Linked DNA regions of Ovis aries: region 1 is linked to region 2. The links are chromatin contacts, called in public Hi-C maps. All regions are on one chromosome and are shown on one strand. The core of a region is the stretch at or near the end of the contact, and the rest is flanking DNA. Distances in the headings are between cores, read along the strand shown. Region 1 holds the start of UTP20 (UTP20 small subunit processome component). Region 2 overlaps SLC5A8 (solute carrier family 5 member 8).

Region 1 (6,708 bases), core at 696-3,195, 110 kb before region 2:
AGCCTTTCCTGCTTTCTTTGCCATGCTAAAACCCGCAGAAACAAGACTCAATTCATGTAACACTTGTCTACTTAATCTTTTTTGACACCTCACTTTACACCCCTAAAGAATCTTGGTTAGGCTCCCTTCACTGTGAGCTCCCAAAGGATTATGTGCCTACCTAGATAACATCACTTAGCTGAATTCACATATTACAGACAAGACATTCAAAGTGACAGTGAGCAGAGCCTGACTAGAGTCAAGTGAAAAGCTGTAAAAACTGAGGTTGAATCCCAAGTTGATGCATGTTATAAAAATTATGGCAGAGAAATGATGCAGGGATTTTTGAATAGAGTTATGGCTGAATTATAGCATGGTCAGAAATGGAAAAAGTTATATGGTCAAGCCCCCCTTTTTTTAAATAAAGGAGGAAACTAAGCCCCAGTAAAGTAACTTGCTCAGAATCTCTTTAAAACTGTACTTTCAGGAATACAGATCTGCAGCAGGGCTCAGAATGCACAAGGGAAGGAAGAGACTGGAGTCAGAGGCCACCTGAGAATCCAGTCAATTTTCTAACATCATCCATCAGAACTTTTGCAATGATGAAAATGTTCCATATCTGCATTTGGCCAACATGGTAGCAACTGGCCACATATAGCTACTAGAATTTTTTATTTAATTCTATCTACTAATCTGTCAAGTGTGGCTACTGTTTGAGACAGCAGAGGTCTAATGCATTTCAGGTTCATAAAAGAATGGCTTGAGAAATAATTCACATCTCAGACTGAAAAACCAACTATGAGTACTTGAAGATCAGCTAATTTAACATTCTCTTACCTCGTCATAGCTTGCAGTTCTATCAATCCGGTGAATAATGTCGATATTCACATTCCCCAGTCGCTCAGCAAATGTAAGAAACTGAAGGAGAGGAGTATATTTAAAACACATTATCATTTTATACGTTTCACATCTTGAATATCTGTTTTAGTGCTATATAATCATGTTGACAATTTCCTTGTGAAAGTATAAAGTTTAAAGCTTCCATATGCCACCTCATGTTCTATCATTAGAAAGGATGATAAGCTTTACTTTCAATTTCAGACTTGTATTTTCAATCAATCATAAAATGTATAACTGAGTGTTACAACTAGAAGTAGACATCACTGATGAATCACAAAAGACAACTTTAAACAAACGCACTGCACTACTATAGGAAGAAAATGAAATATTTCTATATCTGCAAAATGTTTAAAATCAAATTCCCATGCTAAACTGTGTTAAAAGACAACAATGTGGCCTCGCTAGACCTACTGCTAGGTTTCATTCATACCCTACTGCAAGCACAGAATCTGGCGAAGTCGTTTCACCAACTGTATTTTTAAATATACACAGACCTACGGTTGTGGAGTAACAAAGAAACCCTCTAGAAACAAACAGAAAGGGCTGTTATCAGCCAGAAGCTGTAAGTCACTTACCTCCTCTACCGACCCGCCTCCCCAATTCGATTTTCAACGACAAAAGAGCAAAAAAAAAAAAAAAAAAAAAAAAAATTCCTAACCGGTTAGTCTGTGATACTGAATTGGTTGTCTGGAGTTCCGGCTTCCTTCCCCATCCCATTATTTATTACGCTAGGAGAGAGGAAAACTCGTTTGCCAGAGCCTCCGGACAAGAGACTCCCGCTCGGGCCGGAGCACGGTACTCCTAGAATCCCGCTCAGAATCAGGCCCACCGGCAAGTTCCCTCGCTCACCCGGTACGTGTTCTCGGTCTTGTGGGAAACCGGCTTTGGCTTCATGGCTGCAGAGGGGCAGCGGCCCGCGAAGATCTCGGGAAGGGTCGAAGGGATGCTACAGGCTGTAGAGAAAGAAAACTGGTTCACACACTTGCACTCCCACGTAATTAGACTAGCTCACGTGCGGCTGGAGTTACTGGGAGCCGCCATGTTGGAAACGGGGAGGAGCCTAGGTGGATCACGTGAACGGAAGTAGCGGACGGAGCAGGAGCGCCAGTCCCCAGAGCCTTCTGGGAAGGGCGGAGCGTCTAAGTGAATAGGTGGGTGTGGAAGTTTATCAGCTGTCTTGAGCGAAGGTTTATAAGAGAAATGTGCGTTTTTATCGTAAAAGAAAACACGGCCGTCGTCATTAACAGCTGACCATCACTAACCCTCACTATGTGCCCTACACCAAGCAAAGTTCTTCACCTTCATGGTTTCACAGTAAAGCGCATTGTGACCGTTCAGTTCAGTTCAGTCGCTCAGTCGCGTCCGACTCCTCGCGACCCCGTGATGATTCGAAATGAGGTACATATTTTTAAGTCTCTTCGGCCTACGAAGAAAGCAAGGATTAGCAACCGATAAGTGGCAGTCTGGCAGAGGTCACTCAGCTTCAAAGTCTGATACTCTTAACCTGCCTGCCAACGCAGGAGATGTAAGAGACGCGGGTTCAATCCCTGGGTTGGCAAGATCGCCTGGAGAAGGGTATGGCAACCTACTCCAGTATTCTTGCCTGAAGAATGCGATGGACAGAGAAGTCTGCTGCTACTGCTAAGTCGCTTCAGTCGTGTCCGACTCTGTGCGACCCCAGAGACAGCAGCCCACCAGGCTCCCCCTGTCCCTGGGATTTTCCAGGCAAGAACACTGGAGTGGGTTGCCATTTCCTTCTCCAATGCATGAAAGTGAAAAGTGAAAGTGAAGTCGCTGAGTCATGTCTGACTCCTCGCGATCCCCTGGACCGCAGCCCACCGGGCTCCTCCGTCCATGGAAGTTTCCAGGCAAGAGTATTGGAGTGGGGTGCCACTGCCTTCTCCCACAGAGAAGTCTGGAGGGCTACTAGTCTGTAGGGTCGCAAAGAGTTGGACAGAACTGAAGCGACTTAGCACACACACATCGCACAGTAACTCATGGTTTCATGCACAACCAATTAGCTTTTTGTTATTTTCTTACCAGTTTTATGTCCTGTTGTTAAACATAATTATATGAACGTGTGTGTGTGTGTGTGTGTGTGTGTGTGTGAGAGAGAGAGAGAGAGAGAGAGAGAGAGAGAGAGGTTTTTTCACTTCATTCAATATTTCTGGAGAGTCTGCTATGGCCGGTGCTCTGTTCTATTTGAACTGCAGTGTTGGAGAAGACTCTTGAGAGTCCCTTGGATTGCAAGGAGCTCAAAACAGTCAATCCTAAAGGAAATCAACCCTGAATATTCATTGGAGCTGAAGCTTAGATACTCTGGCCACCTGATGCAAAGAACTGACTCAGAAAAGACCCTGATTCTGGGAAAGATTGAAGGCAGGAGGAGAAGGGAACAGCAGAGGATGAGATGGTTGGATAGCATGCCTACTGGGTGGACATACCTTTGAGCAAGCTCAGGAAGTTGGTAGTGGACAGGGGAGTTGGTAATGGACAGGGGAGCCTGGTGTGCTGGAATCCATGGGGTAGCAAAGAGTCAGACACGACTGAGCTGAACTGAATAATATTACTATTAATAATAATTTTGTTTGGAAATGTTTATTCTGGTGTGCTTACATCGTAAATACCCAAGGAGAGATATTCAGTAGACAAACTGAATATATTCCTGCTTAGTCATGTATGGATGTGAGAGTTGGACTGTGAAGAAAGCTAAGTGCCGAAGCATTGATGCTTTTGAACTGTGGTGTTGGAGAAGACTCTTGAGAGTCCCTTGGACTGCAAGGAGATCCAACCAGTCCTTTCAAAATGAGATCAGTCCTGGGTGTTCTTTGGAAGGAATGATGCTAAAGCTGAAACTCCAGTACTTTGGCCACCTCATGCAAAGAATTGACTCGTTGGAAAAGACTTGATGCTGGGAGGGATTGAGGGCAAGAGGAGAAGGGGATGACAGAGAATGAGATGGCTGGATGGCATCACCGACTCCATGGACATGAGTTTGAGTGAACTCTGGGAGTTGGTGATGGACAGGGAGGCCTGGTGTGCTGCAATTCATGGAGTCGCAAAGAGTTGGACACGACTGAGCGACTGAACTGAACTGAATGCTCAGTGTAGAGGTCAGGGCTGGAGGTGTGACTTAAATACACTTAACTGAAAGTGTGAAGTTGTTGAAAACCATGGAACTGAATAAGATGATTTAGGGAGAGAGTGATGTAAAGGAGAAGGAAGAAGAGAAGAGAACCCAAGTTGAGCAATAGAATGCTCCAACATTTCGCAGCAGCCAGAAGCGTGACAGGAAAGAGAGTCATTGACAGAAACAGACTAGTCCTGGCCTAGAAGCAGAGCCAGTCACCCACTGTAGTGAAAACAGGAGAGAGAAGTAGCTGCTGGATCTGACAAGGTTATGGTCACTGGTGACTTTGAGAAGTGCTGTCCAGTGTGGAGGAAAGGAAGGAAAGGAAGTGAGCGAAATATGTATGGTGAAGAAATAAAGTCGATATTGTACTTTTATATTGTTATTGGTATTACATGTTTTCCCATGTTGTCACAGGGTTGTAAAAAATAATTTTTAATGTCTCCATAACATGTATGAGACTTAAAAAAAAAGTTTTTATAGGCGTATACTTGATTTACAATGTTGCATTAGTTTCAGGTGAGTAACAAAGTGAATCAGTCCTATATATACTCACTCTTTTTAAAATTCTTTCCCTCTATAGTCAATTACTCCCCTAGTGGCTCAGAGGTTAAAGCGTCTGCCTCCAATGTGGGAGACCCGGGTTCGATCCCTGAGTGGGGAAGATCCCCTGGAGAAGGAAATGGTAACCCACTCCAATATTCTTGCCTGGAGAATCCCATGGATGGAGAAGCCTGGTAAGCTACAGTCCATGGGGTTGAAAAGAGTCGGACACAACTGAGCGACTTCACCTGCACCTTCACCTTGATAGTCAATTACAGAGTATTGAGTAGAGTTTCCTGTGCTATTGAGTTTTACTTTTTAATAATAAAATATAGAAGCACCCAGTGTTTGGCTGGCTTCCAGTAGGCTAATTGACTTTTTTTTCTGTAGGTGGTTGTTCACTTTGCTGGATCACAGATTCTTTAAGGAAGTCTAAGAAAGTTGTAGATTTTCTCTTCAGAAAAATGCTAATAAGCTCATTCACACTAAAATGCATAGATGATTTCAAAGAGAAGTCTGCAGTTACCTGAGGGTAAAAGCCCATACTTTAAGCAATGTTCCCAACCTATTCTTAAAATTATCCCCAGATAATTGTGTCCTTTTCCTTCTCTTATTTAGTTTTTAAAATGAAGTTAATGGGACAATAAGGAGTAGAGAGAAACATGAAAATCAAAAAGCTGACACTTGCAAGTTGTATATTGCATTATTACTCCTTATATCATCCTTACATATTAGCAGCTCTGGTTGAACTGTTTATTAATACACCATAGTGTTTAAGAGCATAGATGCTAGAACCAGTTTACCTGGATTTCGTTGAATCCTAGCTCTGCCATTTATTCCTGGTGTGGTTTGGGGGAAAGTTACCCTCTCTGAGCATCAATTCCTTCTATGTAAAATGGAGCTAACAAAAAGTACATACTTCATAGGGAGTGTTGTACAGAGTTAAGAAGCTAATGGATGAAAAGTACCATAACTGCACAACCTTTCACAAGTTACCTAACCTACCTGAGACCCAACTTCCTGACCTATTAAAAAGAAGTGACATTAATAATGATACCATTTTTAAAAGGAATTGTATTGGCACAGAGGATGGAATAAATGTTTACTGAATGGATAAATGGTCTACTATCTTCTACTTGACAAGTTCCTTAAGGACAGAAACCATGTACTTTTTCAACTTTGTATCACTAGTGCATCCCCTGAACTTGAGGTTAATGAGTGTTTGTTGAATTAACAAAGTGTGCATTTTGTTTAACCCTGACAAACTGAAGAGTAATGTAACTTCCTACATTGAACATGGTTTGTGTCACAGGATTTTTAATATTTCTTCCAAAACTGTTTCTTAGGTTCTATGGAATATCCAAAGCAGTCCTGAAAAGCACCACTGTTTACTTGGGAATCTGCTTTCCCCCAGCTATTGCCCTCTATGTCAGTCTTCAATACCCAATGCCATCCTCTGTTCCCTTTTACGACAATGGTTCTGCCTGCCCCATCCCTTCCAGACAGTTCATTTAGACAAATTCTTTCATTTCTTCCTTCATAAGCTTGATTGGGAAGTCTTGGCAATTTTGCTCTTTAATCTTTGTTTCCTCAGTGCCCTCTAATTTAAAGCCCAGGGATTACAAAAGCACAAGGAGTTTGCCTAGCTACATGAACCTCAGTTTAACTCATCCACAAATTAAGGGTAATACTAGTGCCCCTCATGGAGTTGTTCTGAAGAGTCAGTAACCTAATACTTTGGTTATCAAATTGTGGTCCCCAACCAGCAACATCAACTCTGTATGGGAACTCGTTAGGTGTGAATTCTGAGGCTTCACCTCAAACCTGTGGAATCAGAAACTGGGGATGAGATATTTTTATTAAGTATTTGCTATTGTCATCATTTTATTCTCCTATCCATATCACCATGGTAGGTTGTATTATCCTCACTTTAAAGATAAGGGATCTGAAGCTCAGAGGACTTCTAAGCAGTGGAAGGATTTGAATTTGGGTCTTACAGTGTTTTTTTTTTTTTTTACTGTCCCATTTTTTTTTAACTTTTTACTTTATATTGGAATATAGTTGAGTAACAATGCTGTGTTACTTTCCGTACAGCAGAGTGATTGAGCTATACCTATACATGTGTCTATTCTTTTTCGAATTCTTTTACCATTTAC
Region 2 (5,992 bases), core at 2,916-5,415:
TAGTACAACTCTAGAAATTTAAGTTACCCTAGTCTTAAGAGATTATTTTAGATTATAATAACAGATTATAATAATAGATTATTTTATTAAAAATATAATTATTTTTAATAGAGTTTATCTAAAAATTTTCATTTCATTTATATATTTATATATATATAAAGAGTTACCTTTTGTTGACAAATTTAGTTTACCTTAAACCTAGGCATAATAAAAGTATTACATAATGTTGATGATTTAAGACATGTCTTAATTAGATTAGCAAACAATTATATTTAAATTGTATATTTATATTCGATTAAACATTATATTTAAGAGGAGAGCGAAAAAGTTGGCTTAAAGCTCAACATTCAGAAAACGAAGATCATGGCATCTGGTCCCATCACTTCGTGGGAAATAGATGGGGAAACAGTAGAAACAGTGTCAGACTTTATTTTTGTGGGCTCCAAAATCACTGCAGATGGTGATTGCAACCATGAAATTAAAAGACGCTTACTCCTTGGAAGAAAAGTTATGACCAATCTAGATAGTATATTCAAAAGCAGAGACATTACTTTGCCGACTAAGGTCTGTCTAGTCAAGGCTATGGTTTTTCCTGTGGTCATGTATGGATGTGAGAGTTGGACTGTGAAAAAGGCTGAGCGCTAAAGAATTGATGCTTTTGAACTGTGGTGTTGGAGAAGACTCTTGAGAGTCCCTTGGACTGCAAGGAGATCCAACCAGTCCATTCTGAAGGAGATCAACCCTGGGATTTCTTTGGAAGGAATGATGCTAAAGCTGAAGCTCCAGTACTTTGGCCACCTCATGCGAAGAGTTGACTCATTGGAAAAGACTCTGATGCTGGGAGGGATTGGGAGCAGGAGGAGAAGGGGACGACTGAGGATGAGATGGCTGGATGGCATCACGGACTCGATGGCCGTGAGTCTGAGTGGACTCCAGGAGATGGTGATGGACAGGAAGGCCTGGTGTGCTGCAATTCATGGGGTCGCAAAGAGTCAGACATGACTGAGCGACTGAACTGAACTGAACTGAACTGAATATTTAATATTGAATATTTTTCAGTTCATGTTAACTTGAATTTAAATAGAACTTATTAACTTCATATTATCCAAAAACAAAGACATATATTGAGACATAGATAATTTTAGATAGATAGGCATAGCTTTCCACTTGAAATTTAAAATCTTTTTATTTTTTATTTTTTTATTTTGTTTTTTTTTTTTAATTCCACTAATTCATTTTTGGCTGGAGTCCTAGATAGAGTGGGCTGTGTATCCCAAGGACATGATAAGAGCTAATTTTAGGTTTTTTCTTAGACTTGTTTTTGTTTCCCAGGCAGAATTGGAGCTCCAAAAAAATATTTTAACAAGTTAACCTTTTCCTAATTGCATGTGTAAGAAGAATCAGTTTTGCAATTTCAAAAAAGATTTTATTTTAATCAATTTTCTCTGGAGTCTAAAGAATATCATGGCCATTCAGTGTCAAAAATATCGTTTTTCTCTTTTGTAGTTACAGTATATTATTAATGATGCATGCATGAGGGAACTGCTGTCATATAGGAAGTAAAGCCTTGGGTATAAAATTTTGACAAATATTAGGACTATTAAGCATACCTTGAGGCAGCATAGTCTATTGAAATCTTTTATGAGGCCCAATGTGATTAGGATAAGGGAGAGATAAGGTGAATTTCTCCTGGTCTAAAGACTGTAAAGGTATATTTAAAAAGCAGTCTTGTAAATCAGTAATAATAATGTGCCAGTTTTGAAGAATAGTAGTAGGTGATGGGATCCCTGGTTATAATGCATCTATAGGTTTCATAGATGCATTAACTTTTCTAAGGTCTGTTAAGAGACACCATTTGTTAGATTTCTTCTTTATAATAAAAATAGGAGAGTTCTAAGGAGAGTAAGATTCCTTGATATGTTTCAATTCTAATTGTGTGTCTATAGGTTCTTTAGTAGCCTGTAATTTATCTTTCATAAGGGGCCATTGCTCTGTCCAAATAGGCTCGTCATTCTTCCAAGTTATTTTAATAATTGCTTTGTTTATTAAATGAGCAGTGGCCCCTAGGAAAAATGTGGAATGTATATCTGAGTTTGCCATTGCATAAGTAAGTCTCTTTCTATTAGATTAAGAGGTGCATTTATCACATAAAGTCTTAATGTTGTAGGTTGGCCTTTTGGCCCTTGATATGGGGTCGCTAAGAGTCAGACACAACTGAGCGACTTCACTTTCACTTTTCACTTTCCATTTTCATGCATTGGAGAAGGAAATGGCAACCCACTCCAGTGTTCTTGCCTGGAGAATCCCTGGGACGGGGGAGCCTCATGGGCTGCTGACTATGGGTTCGCACAGAGTCGGACACGACTGAAGTGACTTAGCAGGAGCAGCAGCAGCATGGGTAGATCTAAACATTTTGATAAATTTCTTGTACTTTAGCTTTGAGAAATTCCTGTGATTTGGCAAGAGACCTTTTGTATAGGCCAGGATTTGGGCCATAAGTGTTTGGAAATAATAGTAATACTAGATCCAGGGTCGAGGAGACCAGAAAATCTTTTATTATTAATTTTGATATTTATATTTGGTCGGGCATAATCAGATACCAATGATGTCCATAAGGATTGTTTTTGATCTGGATTGCTGAATCTGCCTGTCCATACATTATTAGAGGAGTTAACAGAAATGTAAGGCAAAAGAAGTAATTGAGCAATTTTGTCCCCCTTTTTGAATTGCCATAGAATCTGAGATGACATCATAATTTGAATCTCTCCAGAATAATTTTAATCAATTATTCCAGGGTGAACAGTAATTCCTTTAGAAGCCAAACTAGATCGGCCAAATAAAAGATTGAAGGTTTATGGGAGCAGGGGTCCAAGAAGTCCGGTGGGTACTCTAGAAGGGACTGCTTAGGGTAAAGGAAAAAAATCATCTAGGGCTGGTATATAAACGGTAGCATTGCTGGATGTGGAGGGTTTGAAGGAAAAGATAGAATTTGCCCCTGGTTTTTGTTGTAGAGGACCTGGGGTGTCCCCTGTTTTGAGTTCCCTGGAATAGGTTTTCCATCAACATCAAATTTAAATTTACAATCTGTGACCCAATGCATTCCTCTATGGCAGTGAGGGCAAATTCTTGGAGGTTTTTTATTAGCCTTCTTAGGGCAGTCCCCTTTTAAATGGTTTTTATCTCTGCATGTAAAGCATCCTTCATTTCCCTTTTTAAAAACAGTAGCCATTGTTTTAGCTAGCATTTGCATCTTTTGAGTTTCTGATCCTAGATTGTACAAATAATCAATAATAGTCCCAGTCTCACAAAGTGCAGCGATAGCTCTTTGATATTCCTGATTTGCATTCTTATAAGCAAGTAGTTTCTCTGGCTGTTTCTTGGTTTCTTCTCTGATTATAGTACTGGAAATAGCAGTTTCTACTCTAGCAAAAAAAAATTAGCATAACTTTCATTAGGTTCCAACAAAGGAGAGACTTTTGGAGTTGTGCCTGTTGGCAGAGGAGGAGCATATGGAGCAGCCGGGGCAGGGCTAGTAAGAAAATTTTGAAATATTTTATGTTGTTCTAATTGGGCTTTTTGTAAAGTTTCATCGTCTAATTCATACACATGCAATAAGTGTTCTGTCTGTGTTTGAATATTAGGAGGGCTAGAACTTACTTTGAAATGGCCAGAAATCAATTGGAATATTTTTTCCTTGCTTGGCGGCTCATTCAACATTTTCTTTGACCTGGTGCCAACTTTCTAAATCAAAACTGCCTTTATCAGGGAACCAAGGGTTACATTTAACCAGTGTTTGAAAGCAAGCCTCTATTCATTGGCACGAAACCAAAAGTCCCTGAGCTTTAAACAAATGGTGAAGTAAAGTAGAGAAATGATGGGGCTTTCCAGCCGTTTGACCCGTGTCTTAGTACTTACCAACCTCAATGTGTCCTGACCTCGATAGGTCCCGAGTCCCTCCGACTGAAGTGCCATGTACTTCAGGGACCCAAGAGTCCCTGTTCTGGGATGCCACTTGTTGGGGTCCTTTAATGGACCAGGACCTGGTGGTCCGGAGGAGGCGATGATAAGAAAGTGAAAGAGAGAGAGGCTGATACTTCCTGGTTTACGCAGAAAACCAATAAAGCCCTTGACACAGGACTTGTGTCTCTCACAAAGGCACTGGGTGCCCTCTAGAGGGGGGTGAAGGCATGGGGCGCCTTCTCTAGAGAGTCTTAGAAGCCTGGGCAGGAGAGTGAGCAAGACGGGTCTCTGCGCTCCAAAGAATCAGCCGAGGAGAGAGAGAGAGAGAGACAAAGAAAGAAAGAAAGACATGGGGACCCAAGCTCTGATGGAGCAAAGGTGCTTTAATGATTTCTCTGTGAGTATATGAAGGCTGTGGTACAAGAAGTTTCTTTCGACAATGATAAAGATCAGAAAACTAAATGTACAGCAACTGTCACCAAGGGAACAAGGGATTAATAATGGTCACAAGGTCAGGAGACAATCCATATCTCAAGGAAGGGGATCGAGACTAAGCAGTCTTGTCGTAAAGAGAATGTTTACTAAAGGAGATTCAAGCCTGTCTCACACAATGGCCTCAGTTCCTGGGAGCAGCGTGCTGTTCCACTTAAAAAGAAACAAAGGACTTGTGAGAAAGAGCAGGTAGGAATCCTCCTGTTAAACATTCCCTGACAATATAGCAAAATGACTCAATTATACATATACACGTATCTGTTATTTTTCAAATTCTTTTACCACTTAGTTTCTTGCAAAGTATTGAGCAGAGTTCCCTGTGCTATACGGTAGATTCTTGTTGGTTATCCATTACTCATTAGGCAGTAACAAAACACACAGTGGCTGTAGTCAATCAAGGGAAAAGACTAGCAATCTGTTGTTTGGGACTTCTTGCAGGTTAGGTTCTCCTGGAAGCAGACTTTGAGATGGAGGTTAGCATGCCAGAGTCTCCTAGGGAATTACCACTGTCGAAGAGAAGGAAGGGGAGATTGGCCACAGGGAGAAGGCAGACTGAAATGCAGTCTCAACAGAGGCCTCAACGGGAGCTTTCGAGCTGAGATGACCCTTCAGGCTGTTCCAGGTTGGCTTGAGGGAACTCAGCCTTTAAACCTCTGAATCTAGTCATCATTCTGTGCAGGCTGCCCTGGGGAAGGAGATAAGAGTTGGTGGTGGGGTGGGCACCTCTCTTCAGTCCAGGAGTCCACTATAGTACCCTTGGGGGAAAAAACCGTAGCCACCTTAGTGGGAGAAATATTTGCTATCAACTGCTTGTTAAAATAGGACTTCCCTGATAAGACATAGCGTTCAATGATATTAACACTAGTAATATCACTAACTTCCATTTAACGAGTGGTTATTACATGCTATTGTATTACATGATAGACACTTTATTTAGTCTTACATATAACTCAGTGAGGTATGCATTGTTATTTCTAGCTGTCAGTGAAGAAACTGAAGAAACTGAGGATCAGAGAGGTTAATTTACTTGCCTAATGTCACATATGGTAGAGCTAAGATTTATGCTCAGGACTGACTCCAGTGCTATTACAGAAACCTTTACATTCTACTGGAGCACATGCCGTATATTGAAATGCTGAACATTATTTTGGAAGATACCTGTCTAGGGGTGCAGGTTTGCCTTTCCTATTTAATGGATGGCATCACAAGCCACATTTAAACAACTTTGGTGAGTTGCTATGTAGATGCTAACAATGTTATGCAAAGGGAAAATGAATAAGTCCCTGCTCTGTTGACTATTAGAGTCTCTATTTCATGACAAAAGGTCCTGAAGTAGTGTAATTTTGTTACAGTTGTTCTTTAGTCGCTAAGTCGTATCTGACTCGTTTGCAACCCCATGGACCGTAGCCCACCAGGCTCCTCTGTCTGTGGTATTTCCCAGGCAAGAATACTGGAGTGGGTTGCCATTTCCTTCTCCAGGGGATCTCCCCGACCCAGGGATGGAACCTGCATCTCCTGCATTGACAGCTGGACTCTTTAC

The links. Hi-C and Micro-C count contacts between places; a contact is called where the count stands out from the background.
Region 1: a Hi-C map of hypothalamus shows a contact between it and region 2, with 3 times the contacts expected there. The contact joins the promoter of UTP20 here to the enhancer-like site in region 2. A contact is called at or near these places in 2 of 16 Hi-C or Micro-C datasets (hypothalamus and tail adipose tissue).

The regions. Positions count from the first base shown.
Region 1 is chr3:170,743,733-170,750,440 of ARS-UI_Ramb_v3.0, reverse strand. It overlaps UTP20 (UTP20 small subunit processome component), which reads right to left and starts at 1,945. Exons shown (of 62, transcript XM_012174896.4): 1 at 1,729-1,945; 2 at 817-897. The coding sequence starts at 1,773. It overlaps LOC121818959 (a long non-coding RNA gene), which reads left to right and starts at 4,585. Exons shown (of 3, transcript XR_006059027.2): 1 at 4,585-4,746.
Region 2 is chr3:170,632,089-170,638,080 of ARS-UI_Ramb_v3.0, reverse strand. The region is part of intron 6 of SLC5A8 (solute carrier family 5 member 8); the gene reads left to right. Among named protein-coding and RNA genes, the nearest start is that of SLC5A8, 41 kb to the left of the region's middle. Within about 2 kb of position 4,165, at least 22 of the 54 cell types and tissues checked have an H3K27ac peak or open chromatin away from gene starts, as enhancers often do. A contact at or near this core is called in hypothalamus, where this site is marked.